Regions from separate parts of the Mus musculus genome. Here all the other regions are linked to region 3. A link is a contact called in public HiChIP or PLAC-seq data. All regions are on one chromosome and are shown on one strand. The core of a region is the stretch at or near the end of the contact, and the rest is flanking DNA. Distances in the headings are between cores, read along the strand shown. Region 1 has its middle 17 kb from the start of B830017H08Rik. Region 2 has its middle 19 kb from the start of 4933432I09Rik. Region 3 holds the start of Dgcr6 (DiGeorge syndrome critical region gene 6).

Region 1 (4,435 bases), core at 1,607-4,106, 250 kb after region 3:
GATAGTGTGGGGGGACTTTCTACTAATGAGTAATGTAGTCTGCCATACATAGCTATAATAAAAATTCTAAACTTACGTTGCTAAACTTGCCCTGAGATTTCTAACTCTATGTAGTAGATAGTAATGCCTGAATTCTTTCACTATCTCTCTTACAATACCAAAGGCAATTCTGAATGTCAGTGAATAGGCAACATTCTTACTGAATTCCAAGCCCAGAGTTGGCTCAAGGACTACCTAGGGTATTGGTGAAGGCCAGGAAGTAAAGTTCAATTTTGCTTAGGTATTTGGCAAGTCATTGCTTGGAGACACCTATAATAAAACAATACTGAAAGAAAGCAGACAGATCCATACTCTGACTAACGCAAGGGCAAAATTGGAGCATATGTGCTATGGGATGCCATGGCTCCAGGAGACTAAGTTTCTGTGAACTTTTTGCCTCGGGACTACTTCCAGGTTTCTAGGCCTGTCACGCCAGTCACTACTGGAATGGATGTAGCAAATCTTCTCTGGCCACCTAGGTTTTGGGCATGGCCAGGTTCTGCCTTCTCTATCCTCCTTCCTGCCACCTTCTTGAGTCTGAGGTTCCCTGTCTCATATTCATATTCATAACTGCAATGCCAGTTTGAAGGCTGTTTTTGCCAAGTTATCCTTACCTGGCCTCCTGGATTGTGCACAGAGTCATCTTTAATGTTCCCTTTTATATATACTACTCATCGTGTGGTGAGAGTGTCTCCCCAGGACCCTCTGCCACAGTCCCTCCTCCCCTGCACTCAAAGGGCCACTCTCCTAGAATTTACCCTTCACATCCTCACTTCCACTCTTGCCTGCACACCTAACATGGGCTCTCTCCTGCTCATCCTGCATCTAGCTGCCTGCTCTCTACCCTTCAGGAGTCAATTCTGACTGTCCCCTTCCTCTGTAGCTGAGAACCCCTATACTATATTGAGAGCTTGTGGAGAAAATAGACTTAGAAAGTAAGTCTCTCAGCAGCACAGAGGCCACCCCAGTAGTGGAAAAGGCCCTTTTTGGAGTCCAAGTGCAGATAAGTGGGTGCAACCCATCTAATTTGGTTGTCTGGTCTCCTCCAAGAGAAAATGCAACTTCTTGTATGATTGTTTTATTTTTGTTTTTTGAAACAGGGGTCTCTCTACACAGCCCTGGCTGTCCTATGCTCACTATGTAGACAGGCTGGCCTCGAACTCACAGAGATTCAACAGCCTCTGCATCCTGAGCAGTGGGATTAAAGATGTGAGCCACCATGCCAGGCCTACTTCTTGTATCTTTTTGAGAAGCACTGTTCTATCTCAAACTAAACTCCTGCAGAGTAAGGTGAGAATCTCCCCGGTCAGAGGCAACAGTGGAGTTGTTCCTGAGTAGTCAGATATAGCACACTGCCGAGGTCAGAGGTGAGCAAGGAAAGTGAGGTTGGGGCAGCCCTTGTGCACACGCACTACCTCACAGGATAGCTCCACAGAGGACATCCTAGGAGGCAAACCCATCAAGAGGTCTGCTGCTACGTTTCTGATGTGTTCAAGCAGCGCCAGCTGTTGGGACGGAGTACTAAAGAGTGAGAGGAGGCAGTCCTCTTTCCCCTGAGGCACCACAGAACTGCTGGCTCACATTTTTAGACTTGAGTTTATGCCAGTGCAATCTGTGGGTGGATGTATCTGGGACTGAATCAGCTCCTGATCCCGAGACCTGATCCTGATCTCAGCCCTCGGGGATTGATTAGAAGCCTGGCTGGGTCTTCAGCTGGAAGAGTTCCTTTGGCGGTTCACTTGGGCACTCTGCTTTTGTGCCTCTGGACTTCCGGGTGCTTTTGGTTTTCTATTTAATTTTCTGGTTTATTTGCAACTCCAGTCCAGCAACCCAGTCTGAGCTCCAGGGCCATGCTTCTGCTCCGTACAGAAAACTCTGCTTCAATCTCTTAGAGATTGGAAGGTGGAGCCTGAGATAATTGGAGGACATTTACAATACAGGGCTATATCAGGCTTTGATTCTCAGGCAGGTCAGATGGGAGGCAGCCCAGGTAGTATCCTGGCCTGGGAGCTGCAGAATGACACTGCACTGGGGAGCGAGGCTGCGCTGTGGAAGCCAGCTCCTATTGCTAGTGGGAGCGACCTCATAAAGGAGAGCCTTGGCAGCCACAGTGGGACTGAGGAGGCTGTCCCTCTAGGGTGCCCCCTCTCCTTTGATCAAGGCACTCTCACTGAACACTCATCTGCCAGATGCAGCAAGGACATCCAGTCCACAAAGGGACTGCCTCAGAACCACCAAAGAGCACAGCAACCGTCAGAAGAGCCCAGGCAATCTACACGAGAGCACAGACAGCATGAGGTGGGTGGGCACTGACGCTGCGGAGAGCAAGTCAGCCAGTGCGGGAAGGTATTCCTGCAAAGCTCCCGGCCCTTTCGCTGCACTTGCGCAATGGCCTTCAGATGCCACGAGTGCAGCAAGGCCTCTGGAGCGCCGACCTCGTGGAGCACCAGCGCAGCCACGCTGCTACTCATGCCCCAACGCGCACCCGCGGTGCACGCGGGCGATCGGCCCTACAAGCGCGGTGCCCGCGAGAAGGCCTCCAGGGGCAGCTCGCTGTTCAGCACGCACCGCCCAGCGCGCATCGGGGTGAGACCCTACGCATGCGCCGCCGAGTGCGCCAAGGCCTTCAACCAGCGCACGCACCTCACCCGCCACCTCTACGGCCACACGGGTGAGAGGCCCTGCAGGTGCGGCTGTGGCAAGGCCTTCGCCTGCCACTCTTCGCTCACCGTGCACGAGGAGATCCACCGTGGCCACAAGCCACTCAAGTGCTGGGACTGCGCCAAGGCCTCCCACAGGCGCGCGGGCCTCGCCCTCCACCAGAGGGCGCACACGGCGACATGCCCTTCAAGTACTGCGAGTGCGGCTCTGCTGCCCCTGGGACATGGGGTGCACCAGCGCACCCACAGCGGGGAGAAGTCGTTCCGGTGCTTCGAGTGCGTTAAGGCCTTCAGCTTGTACTCCTACCTCATGGTGCAGCCAAACTGGCGAGAAGCCCTACAAATGCCACAAGTGCGGCAAGACCTTCACCCAGAACCACTGTCTTACCACACACAGGAAGGTTCACCCCGGGAGAGAAGGCTTTCCAGGGCGGGAAGGATTTCTGCTGGAACTCACACTTGGAGCGCCAGAGGTTGCACTGTGAGGAGTTCAATAGGGGCTTGCTGAGCTCCATGCCTGGCAGCCTGCTGGATGCAGGGAATACCAAGGCGAGTGGCATGGACCCCATAAATGCTTTGAGCATAGCAAAGCTGTGTGTGATACAACTGACCCCTGGAGAACAAATCTGTCAATCAGGGTGACACTCGCCGGTTACTTCCCCACTCTCCCAAGTCATCAGCTCTAGATTCTCAGAGCCAGACGACTGTCCCTCCAGGTGAAAAAGCCTGGCTTGACCTTAAAGTAGTCTCTCACAAGCCATTCCCTCCTACTAGATATGGTCATGGCTAGGGAAGAAGTCATCCTACCAACATGCTTAGTGGGGCCAGAGCCATGAGAGTTTTTGCAGCTAGACACAGGCATTTTTCCTTCTCTCTCTCTCTCTCTCTCTCTCTCTCTCTCTCTCTCTCTCTCTCTCTCCTCTCTCTTCCTTCCTTCCTTTCTTTTTAAAAATTGTCTTATTTATTTATTTATTTATTTATGAAATAGAGTTTCTCCGTGTAGCCCCGGTTGTCCTGGAACTCTTCCCACAGATCAGACTGGCCTTGGCCTACCAAGTGCTGGAATGAAAGGTGTGCATCACCTCCTCCCAGCTGGCATTTTCTTTTAAAAGAAAATAAGGGCTGTGCAGATGTGTAAGTGGGTAAACTGCTTTTTGCCATGCAAGTGTGAAGGCCTGAGTGTGCACCTCCATAACCTGTGTGAAAGCCAGGTGTAGTGGACAGGTGTACGCCCACCTCTGAGCAGAACAGGAACCAGCAGGCTCTTGAAGCTCTCCAGCCAGCCAGTCTAGCTGAACTAGTGAGACCCTGACATTTCCCAGTGAATTTTTAATTGTTATTTAGGTGCTTTGCCTACATGTATGCTAGTGCATTGCCTGGGTGCCTGGTACCCACAGAGGCCAGAAAAGTAGATTAGATCCCCTAGGACTGGATAAACCCGTGTCCTCTGGAAGAGCAGTCCGTGCACTTTCTACCAAGCCATCTCTCCATCCACAGAAACCTGGCTTGAAAAATAAAGTAGATCCACATGTGGTAGCTCATGCCTTTCATATCAGCACTTGGGAGGCAGAGGCAGGAGAATCTCTGTGAGTTTGATGCCAGACTGGTCTACAGAGAGAGAGAGTTCTGGGCCAGCCAGAGCTCTATAGTGAGACCATCTCAAAATAAACAACTAATGTAGAAAGCCATAAAGGAAGGCACCTGGTGTCTCCCCACAAGCATGCACACACAGATAC
Region 2 (4,369 bases), core at 966-3,465, 130 kb before region 3:
GAACATTCTCTAAAAGAGCTCTGGACCCTGTAGGCCTCCATATGGTCCTAAGAGTGAAGCGCACGGGAGTCCTGGGGACAGCCTGCTGGCCTCTCTTAGTGTGGTTTCCTCCAAAATGACCCTGGTGTGAGGCTGAATATGAGCGCTTGTCTGAGCATGGTGACACTGGGAACAAGGGTAGGGTAGAGTAGGGTAGGGTAGATGGAGCTGTGGGAATGACTGGGTAGGGCATTGTGGGCCGCTTGGAGTTTGGCTCTTGATTTCTACCTCTGCATATGGCTGCACATGTTCACTAGTGACCTCCAAATGACTGGGGAGGGTTGGGGGGGGGCTCATAGTGCCTGTCATACCAGGAGCTGAGGGGGTGGCAGGATTAAGGATCTCTGGTTTAGGGGCCTCGCCCAAGCAGGGTGTGGGCCTGGGCAGTGCTGAATCCAGGGTGTGATTTTATCCCAGGAGTGGGAGCTGTTGGTGAGAAGAGTGAGCAGCGCTTCCCTCCTGGACATGGCCTCTGTGTGGATCCCCACCAGGGGATGGAGCCTGTTGGTAGTGCTCCCTGGCTAGCTCCGTTAGAAACACTTTTATGGGCTGTTAATTGTTATGCTCCCGTTTAATTCTGGGTGTCATTGCATGTCAGCCAAGCCCGACAGGCTGGGATTTATGCCTTGAAATTATGGGGCTTGGGTTGTTCAGAGGTAAAACAATTACCCATCAATCAGCCACCAATCGGCCTGAGTTAGGCCTGGCAGCCCTGTTAGCAAGTGTGGGTATCCACAGCCCTGAGAAGACCTTCAAGAAGAAGAACTGACTTTGAGAACAAGGTAGGCTGGGCAGGGTCCTGCCCCAGTAAGCTTGTCTGTCAGGACTCAACTCTAAGAAGGTGGCCCTGCTATGTTCTAACTGTTGGGATCAGTGACTTAGCCTCCCACTCATATGTTGTGACTGTGATCCCAGGGATGCTGATGGTAACCAGCTCAAAGATGCTGCAGAGTTGCAGAGAGGGAGAGGTGATGTGCCCAGTATGCTGAGGGGCCCTGGCTCGCTTCTGTCAGTCTTCTGCCAGCTCTGGGGTGTCACAAGGAAGACACAAGTACAAAGGGAGTGCTGGGGCTGCCAGCTGCGGGGACTATACCACCAGAGCCCCAATACCTTCCTATGGGTACAGAGGCAGATGAGGCCCTGCTAAAAGTGGGGAGGTAGTCCACAGTAGGGCATTGCCAGGAACAGCCTTTGATAAAAGTTCTGCACTTGCTCGGACCTTATTGGAGGTGCTGGAGTCCCCAAGAGGCACAGGGGAAGAGGGGACTCTGAGCAAAAGACCAAGAAGCCTCCATCTTCCTTGCTGCACTCCAGCCACAGCAGGAACAGGGCCCAGCACCTGCTCTGCAGACCCAGGTCTCCTCTCCATCAGTTCACATCCTCAGGTATTATCTTGCTACCCAGCAGTACCTGCTCTACCATCTATACCTGCCCCAGCTGCCCCTGCCCATCTCACCTCCCCAGCTGCCCTACCTGCCCCAGCTGCCCCTGCCCATCTCACCTCCCCAGCTGCCCTACCTGCCCCAGCTGCCCCTGCCCATCTCACCTCCCCAGCTGCCCCAGCTGCCCCTGCCCATCTTACCTCCCCACCTGCTCCAGCTGCCCCAGCTGCCCCTGCCCATCTCACCCCCCCCCCTTGATTTGCCCCAGCTGATGATATCACCGGGCACAATATGACTGTTAATTACTGAACTGGATGGCACTCTCCACGTGGGCTGGAGTAAACGTGAATTCCTCCCAGGCTTATGTCCTCCTGGGGTCATGTACTGGCAGGGGTCATATTCCTGGGACATGTGTACTAGGACCCAAGTGAGTCTCCTGCACAGTGTCCTCCTCACAGGCAGACTCCATTTAGCAGCAGAGCCTCCTACATTTTGTATTGAAATATTTTAACAGGAGAAAAAAGTCTTGTTTTCATTTCCTCAGTCACATGCTAATTGGCCCGCGCTGCTATGAGCAATTACCACAATCTAGGACTGGCTTCAGTCTATTCTAACTTCCTTGAAAGTCAAGGAGCTGTGACACCCGTGAGTCATTCACACTTCATCTTCCAGTCACTGTCTTTGCTTCCCCACCCTGAATGCCAACCTGCTGGTGGGTGAGGCCCTCCAGGGAACTGTGGAGCTGTGGGCGGGGCTTGGCCTCACCCACGTTTTCTTTCAATAGACTTGCCTGGGCCCATGGAGCTGGCTGTTGTCTGCTCTCCCAGTCCCAGCTGGCTGTCCAGGCTGGGCCCAGCAATGTGGTAGGAAATGCTCCCTAAAGCCCATGCTGGGACTCTTGGGGTAGCCGTGGCTTTGATTTTTAGACCGTGCAGACACCTGGGGAGAAGCAGGCTATACAGTCCAACGAGAGTTGCTGGGTGCTGAGGCCCACCCAGGGCTACGGTGGACACCTGTTATGAGAGAGGGAAGGGTGGAGCCTTGCGGGGTTTTGGCCAGAAAAGACTGGAGCTGGCTGGCTGGCAAAGATCAGCTCATTCTCCCCAGGGCAGCCCCAGGACTCCCGTCCACAGCTCTTGCACCCACGCCCAGTCCAGGCCTCATCCTGCCATGCCTGGGTAGCCACACTGGCATTTGGTATCTGGGGAGCTGCTGACAGTGCGTGTTCTGCCTGCTGACAAAGCACTGCTAGCCTATTTGGAAATGTCAGGCTGGCGGGTGGCAAGCCCAGCCAGTACCCGACTCCTGACCATGATGCTGGATGAGCTGCAGCCCCAGCAATGGAGCCAGGCAAGTGCTGAGAGGCACTACTGAGGGTTTGAGCTCTGGGTGGGCTACAGGCTGTGGGAAAGCAGCCCTGGGCTGACCCCGCCTCTGATGGATGAGGGCTCCGAGACACAGCTGCGGTGGACTGGTTGATGTGGAAGAGCAATGGTACACTGGGGACCCTACGGTATCCGAGGGAGGTTTATTGGCATCAGCTGATTTCCCAGGGGTCCTTGCTGGCAGTGGCCACTGTATTCCGAAGAACTGTGTGGGAGGGGAAGGTGTGAAGTGAGCACTGTCTCTGGCCTGCCTGAGCCTGAGCAGAGCTGTGTGACGGGCACATGGTAAACCAGGAAAGCTGGTGGATCTTCAGTGCTGGAAGCTGGCCCAGAAGGATGGGAGACAAACTCTCAGGCTGAGGGGCGCAGCTTTTGTGCTTTCTGGTCCCTTGTGCAAGGGCTGGCCTTTGCAGCCATGTTTTGGCTCTCCTGTCCTGTCTACTGGACACAGGGCTCTGTGACCCTCCATGGCAGTTACTTCCCTGGGTCCGGCAATACAGATACTTTGGGCCCCGATTCCTATGAGGACTGCCACACTGCTGTGCCTAGGCCGTGCCTTGACTTTGTGTGTAAGGACAGACACCTCCCAACTGGGGAATTTCAGTTGGATCTCCTTATAGCACCAGTTCAGGAACAAGGGGTTTCTAGTTGCCACCCCACAGTCTTTCCCACCTCTGTTCCTGTTGGGTCGGGCTCTCTGGAGACAGTCACCACACAGGACTGGACAAACACGTGGGGCAGGAGCCCTGCTGTGACCCTGGAGGCTCCTCCTCTCTTCAGGGGTGAGGTGGGAGTGGGGGTAGGGGGTGGGGGGGGGAGGGTAAGGCAATGTGGGGGGAATGGGAGTTGTGGCTCCAAGGGACACACCAGGGCTGGAGACACAGAGAGGGCTGTGTGTGCCTGTGCATGGGGTACGGTTGGTTTGGATTCCTGGAAACATGGTGTCCTCTGCATACTCTCCAGTTGCTGTGACAAAGTACCTGAGGAGAGCAACTTAAGAAAGAAATGTTTTACCGTGGCTCACAGCTTGAGGGTGCGTTCCCCCACGGCAGGAATGCGCAGGAACTGGAGGTGGCAGGCGGGTCGTCTCTCCCCAGCTAAACTCTCTGGAGCTGCACTTACAGACCCCACAATGCTGTCTCCTGCACGGCTTTATTTTCTATTTAAGACTTTCATATATGCATACACTATATTTGATGATATTTACTTCCATTCCCTGCTCCGACTTTTCCTAAAACCTGCCCCATATCCCCCTCCTGATTTCATGTCCTCTTTGTTTTTATGTATGTATGTATGTATGTATGTATGATGTATTCATGCATGTATGTATGTATGTATGTGTATGCCTGCATGAATGGATGTATTGGTCTCCTCAGAGGCCATCAGATCCCCTGGCACTGGAGTTACAGGTGATTGTGAGCTGCCATGGAGGCTGGTAACTAAATCTGGATCATGGTCTAACACCAGAGCCATCTCTCCAGCCCCCTCTTATAAAAACCTGCAAGGTTATTCTGAATCCAGTCAAGTTGACAGTGAAGTGTCAAGGTGGGTGGTGAGACCACC
Region 3 (4,431 bases), core at 127-2,626:
CAGCAACCACATGGTGGCTCACAACCATCCGTAACAAGATCTGACGCCCTCTTCTGGTGTGTCTGAAGACAGCTACAGTGTACTTACATATAATAAATAAATAAATCTAAAAAAAAAAATTATTAAAAAAAAAAAAAAAAAAAAGAAAAAGCACAGCCACTCAAACATTTGGTGAAGAACTAAAGCTCTCGGAGAACAAGAGACTTCTCAACACATTCTGAGGCATTACCTTCATCCCCACACAAATATTACAAGATGCATTCCTAGAATACAATTCCTTTCTGGGATTTAGAAATCAATGTCTCACGAGAGTAACAGCAAAACCATCTGATCATCTCCACAGGAACTGCAAAAGATTTCAACAAAATCCAACACCTATCTCTAATGGGAAAATCCTGTCTGGCAGCACACAGGCATTGCCAGAAAGGCAGAGTATGTTTGCATGTAAATGTAGCCCAATATAGAAAACCTGCTTAGCAGGTGAGAAGCCCTGGGTTCAGTCCTCAGTTTCAAAATCCAAAGCAATAACAAAGCCCAAAGATCTATAACGTAGCATGGGGACATCGTCACACTATTCTTTCCTAAAATGTTTGAACCGAGTCAAGCTTGAACAAATAAAATGGAAAGGAGATCTGATGGTACAACGGAAGATGCCTAGTATAATTTATAGGAGGAGGTGATCAAGCCTGATACTCAATGGGAAGGTGCTGGAATAATGGATTATCTCTGTGGTAGCACACAGCTATCAACAGACCTACAAGCAGCGAGGTCCATCAAGCCTAGGAGGATGTGGGTACTCTAGGGAACGCGAGTAAGAAGTTTCTGGACAGCAGACTAAAAGGATCAGCATGGCTCTGCACCCCCTGACCCGAGGCTCCCGCGGCTAGGGACGCCCTAGGGAAGGTCCCGTCGCCCCCTGCACCTCGGTGTTCGTTCTGCAGCCGCAGTCTCTGGTTGTAGAGGCTCTTCTCAGTGAGGTGCTGAATCTCCAGAAGACCCTGCACGATTTCAAACACCGTTCCGTCGAGCAGCGCCAGGGCCAAGTCGCTGAGCGTGGTGTAGGACAGGCGCTGCTGAAAGGAGCTGCGGGTAGATCGCCGGGTGAGCGCGGCCGCGGCCCTGGCCCCGGCTCCGGCCCCGGCCCCGGCCCCGGTCCTCCCGCCGCCCGTCGCCGCGCACCTGGGCAGCTCCTTGACCAGGCTCTGTAGTGCTGACAGCAGCTGGTAGTGCCGCTCCTGCTGCCGGGCCCGATCCGCCGCCTCATCCCCGGCGGCCGCATAGCGGTCCATCGCGCGGTTTACCGCGCGGTCCCCCGCCGCCCCTCTACTCGGTCTCCTAGGGTGCCCCGGCGCGCCCCGCCCCCTCACGTCATTCTCCAGCGCGAACGACGCATGCGCCCCGCCCCTCCGGTCGGTCTCCGGCCGTTCACCGTGGTGCGTCAGGCACAATAAGACGCGCTCCACCCACCAGGGAGACTGCTTGTAAGCGCTTTGTCCTAGGGAGAAGAAATAGGGGCTCGCTGAGCTCCCAAGTGGTGCTGACCTTGGAGGTGCGCGCCCAGGGCTCTGCATTCTGGTGTTTTAAAGAAGCAACTCTGGCCTGCTGGGTGTTTTAAAGAAGCCAGTCTGGCCTGCGCCTAGTGTGCGCAGACTGAGGCCACTGGAAGCTGGACACTCCCAGCGGGTTGTGATCCACCCTGGGGGACCTCAGGAAAACAGTACGGAGGAGAGCCAGCTTCTCTTTAGGGTTCTTATTCTCATTAATAAAAGACTTTAGGACAATTTTATTAGCGTTAAAGGATACCCCACCCCCACAAGGAAACCTCAGCGACTGCCTGGAAGTGGAGAGTAGATGAGAAAAGAGTCTTGTGAAGTTGAATTCATGCTGGCTCAACAGTCCTTTACCTACTGAGCCAGCCCCAGCCCCTGACAGTGTCCACATTCATAATTTAGTTTGCAGCATGAATAAGAGAAATGACACCTTCCTACAGCGTTTTTTTAAATAAAAATTACATTCCCTGATGTGCCATCTTTTTCCCTTTTATTACTATTTTAAAAATATAACTCTGTTGAATCATCCTGGTTACTTTCTTTTTGTTTTCCCTTTTGCCACGATAAGCTCTGAAGTAGTGAATTCAGATCTGGGTAACATAAATTACAGTGAAGAAACCTTGTGAAGTTTGAATGCAAATGACCCCATAGCCTCAGATATTTGGAAACTTGGTCCCCAGTTGGTGGAATTACTAAGGAAGGATTAGGAGGTGTGGCTTTATTGGAGAAAGAGTGTCACTGAGGGCTGGTTTTGAGATTTTAAAACATACACCATCCATACATTCTCTGTCTGTCTGTCTGTCTCTGTATGTCTGTCTCTGTATGTCTCTCTACCTCTGTCTCTGTGTCTCTCTTTGTCTCTCTCTCTCTCTGTGTCTCTGTCTGTCTCTTTCTGACTCTCTGTCTCTCTGTGTGAGTGTGTCTGTCTGTCTGTCTGTCTGTCTGTCTGTCTCTTTCTCTTGTCTCATCACTACCAGCACCACCTCATGCTTTTGAATTAAGATATAAGCTATCAGCTACTTCCCCAGGGCCATACCTGCCTACCTGGCTGGTGCCATGCTCTCTACCATGGTGGTCCTGGAGTCACCTTCTGAAGCTGTAAGACCCCCAACAAACCCTTCTGTAAGTTGCCTTGTTCATGGTGTCCTCGCAGCAATAGAAAAGCCTCTGAAACACCTGTGCATGGAGAAATAATTTGCATGAATAAATATACTCCAAAGTAACTGTAATTTAATGTTGACAGTATACCAAATTATGGTGAATCATTTAAATCAGACATTTAAAAGTCACGATCTGCAGCTGGGGATGTAGCTTAGTTGGTAGAGCGTTGCCTAGCATTCAAGATGCAGTGGGGTTCTATGTGCAGTATCACAGAAACCAGGCATGGTGGCGCATGTCTGTGATTCCAGTACTCAGGAATTGTAGGCATGGTCGGATGCGCAGGGGCATCTTTGGCTACATAGTGAGTTCCAGGCTGGCCTGAGATGCAGTAGACCCTGGCTCCAAAAGAAAGTCATTAATTGTTCACATACTCAACTCTGGATATTGGAGTGTGAGCAATCCTTGAACATCTTTTTAGCACACCAATTAGGATACAAACAGATCCTAAACAGGGACACATGCCTGAAACACATAGTATTAGTGTGTACCCCACAATGTCCCGTAGGCCACATATTACAGCCTATGACAGCTGAGAAGGATGAAGGCTAGAGCAACCATGGTACCATGCCATCTGTGATATCACATGACAGCTAATGGAAGATACATGCCTCTGACATATCATGTCACTAAATCATGTAAGACATCGTATGACAGCTGGGAGGATGGATGGAGACTGCCATATTACGTAATGATTCTCCACAGTGACCCAGAGGAGACTAGAGAGCACTGTGCTGTGTCACATCAGGCCGTTGTGCATATGTGGCACATTAAGATGATCAGGAGTGGAGGCCAGAGTTAATAGCTTTTTCCCTGTTGCTTAGTATGGCAGTCCAGAGATGGCATGCAGACAGTGAGCCACAGTCTGCCATAGGGATAAGGTGATGTCACCTGTGATATTGTGATGCCAGGGCTGCAATCTGTCCTTATGAGAATAAGGAATGTGTTTCTTCTCAGCTGTTAGACCAAGGAGGCTGTAAGCATATCAGGTCTGGGCCTTCAACCTATATAAAATGTCATGTACAATATAAGATGGAATACAGGCCTGAGATCTCTCTCTCTCTCTAAATATATATATATATATATATATATATATATATATATATATATATATATATATCAGCTGAGAAGAGAGAGGCATCAGTCACATGTCACTGTGTAATACATGGTACTACCCAACAGCTCAGAGAAGGCTCAAATTGGCTTGCACCATGTTACATATGATATATGACAACTGAGGCACATTTTTTTGTCAGTTTGTGTCACTACATAACACATCTAATATATAATACTTATCTAATAATTATAAGAGCTCACAGATGGACCAGACCTTGATTCATGTTACAGTGTTACTGAGGATGTCATGTAACATCAAAGATCATAAACCTCAGATGCACTATGTCACTGTGGCATATACCAAACCCTGCAGTGACTTAAAGAGGGGACATTCATCCTATTCATGTCACATATGTGTCACACAGCTTATGGGAGAGGATACACTCACCACTCACTTAGACTGTGTTGTCATGTGACAGCAGAGCAGGTGCATTAGGACAGCTGCTGATGGGACTGTGGAGACTAGAGGCACACTTGGTCACTGTGGATTATGAAATACCATACAGCAGCCAAAGGTATTGGAAAGCAAGTCGTGCTATATTGTTGGGCTGTGCACATAAGACTGGTCTCTGTACTGAGAACATCAGACTTCCTGAATGACTGGGTG

The links. HiChIP or PLAC-seq counts read pairs in DNA pulled down with a chosen protein or histone mark.
Region 1: a contact with region 3 is called in an HNF4G HiChIP or PLAC-seq map of pancreatic cancer cells. The contact joins the enhancer-like site here to the promoter of Dgcr6 in region 3. A contact is called at or near these places in 2 of 39 promoter capture datasets (the C10 cell line and embryonic stem cells), 2 of 15 datasets of contacts at CTCF or cohesin (embryonic stem cells and large pre-B cells), 1 of 484 Hi-C or Micro-C datasets (embryonic stem cells), 4 of 115 datasets of contacts at active chromatin or transcription factors (embryonic stem cells, large pre-B cells, pancreatic cancer cells and 1 more) and 2 of 9 other capture datasets (adipose tissue and liver).
Region 2: a contact with region 3 is called in an H3K4me3 HiChIP or PLAC-seq map of bone marrow-derived macrophages, with 2.8 times the contacts expected there. The contact joins the enhancer-like site here to the promoter of Dgcr6 in region 3. A contact is called at or near these places in 9 of 39 promoter capture datasets (3T3-L1-derived adipocytes, the HPC-7 cell line, cranial neural crest and 6 more), 2 of 15 datasets of contacts at CTCF or cohesin (the NIH/3T3 cell line and large pre-B cells), 24 of 484 Hi-C or Micro-C datasets (3T3-L1-derived adipocytes, CD8 T cells, bone marrow-derived DN2 thymocytes and 16 more), 17 of 115 datasets of contacts at active chromatin or transcription factors (the HPC-7 cell line, the NIH/3T3 cell line, the SCID.adh cell line and 11 more) and 3 of 9 other capture datasets (adipose tissue, liver and pancreatic islet).

Annotation. Positions count from the first base shown.
Region 1 is chr16:17,813,927-17,818,361 of GRCm38.p6, reverse strand. It overlaps the pseudogene Zfp520-ps. Among named protein-coding and RNA genes, the nearest start is that of B830017H08Rik, 17 kb to the left of the region's middle. Within about 2 kb of position 2,856, at least 112 of the 459 cell types and tissues checked have an H3K27ac peak or open chromatin away from gene starts, as enhancers often do. A contact at or near this core is called in pancreatic cancer cells and pro-B cells, where this site is marked.
Region 2 is chr16:18,193,012-18,197,380 of GRCm38.p6, reverse strand. No RefSeq gene overlaps it. Among named protein-coding and RNA genes, the nearest start is that of 4933432I09Rik, 19 kb to the left of the region's middle. Within about 2 kb of position 2,215, at least 123 of the 459 cell types and tissues checked have an H3K27ac peak or open chromatin away from gene starts, as enhancers often do. A contact at or near this core is called in CD8 T cells, the HPC-7 cell line, bone marrow-derived macrophages and 8 more, where this site is marked.
Region 3 is chr16:18,063,348-18,067,778 of GRCm38.p6, reverse strand. It overlaps Dgcr6 (DiGeorge syndrome critical region gene 6), which reads right to left and starts at 1,376. Exons shown (of 5, transcript NM_001289814.1): 1 at 1,180-1,376; 2 at 923-1,083. The coding sequence starts at 1,289.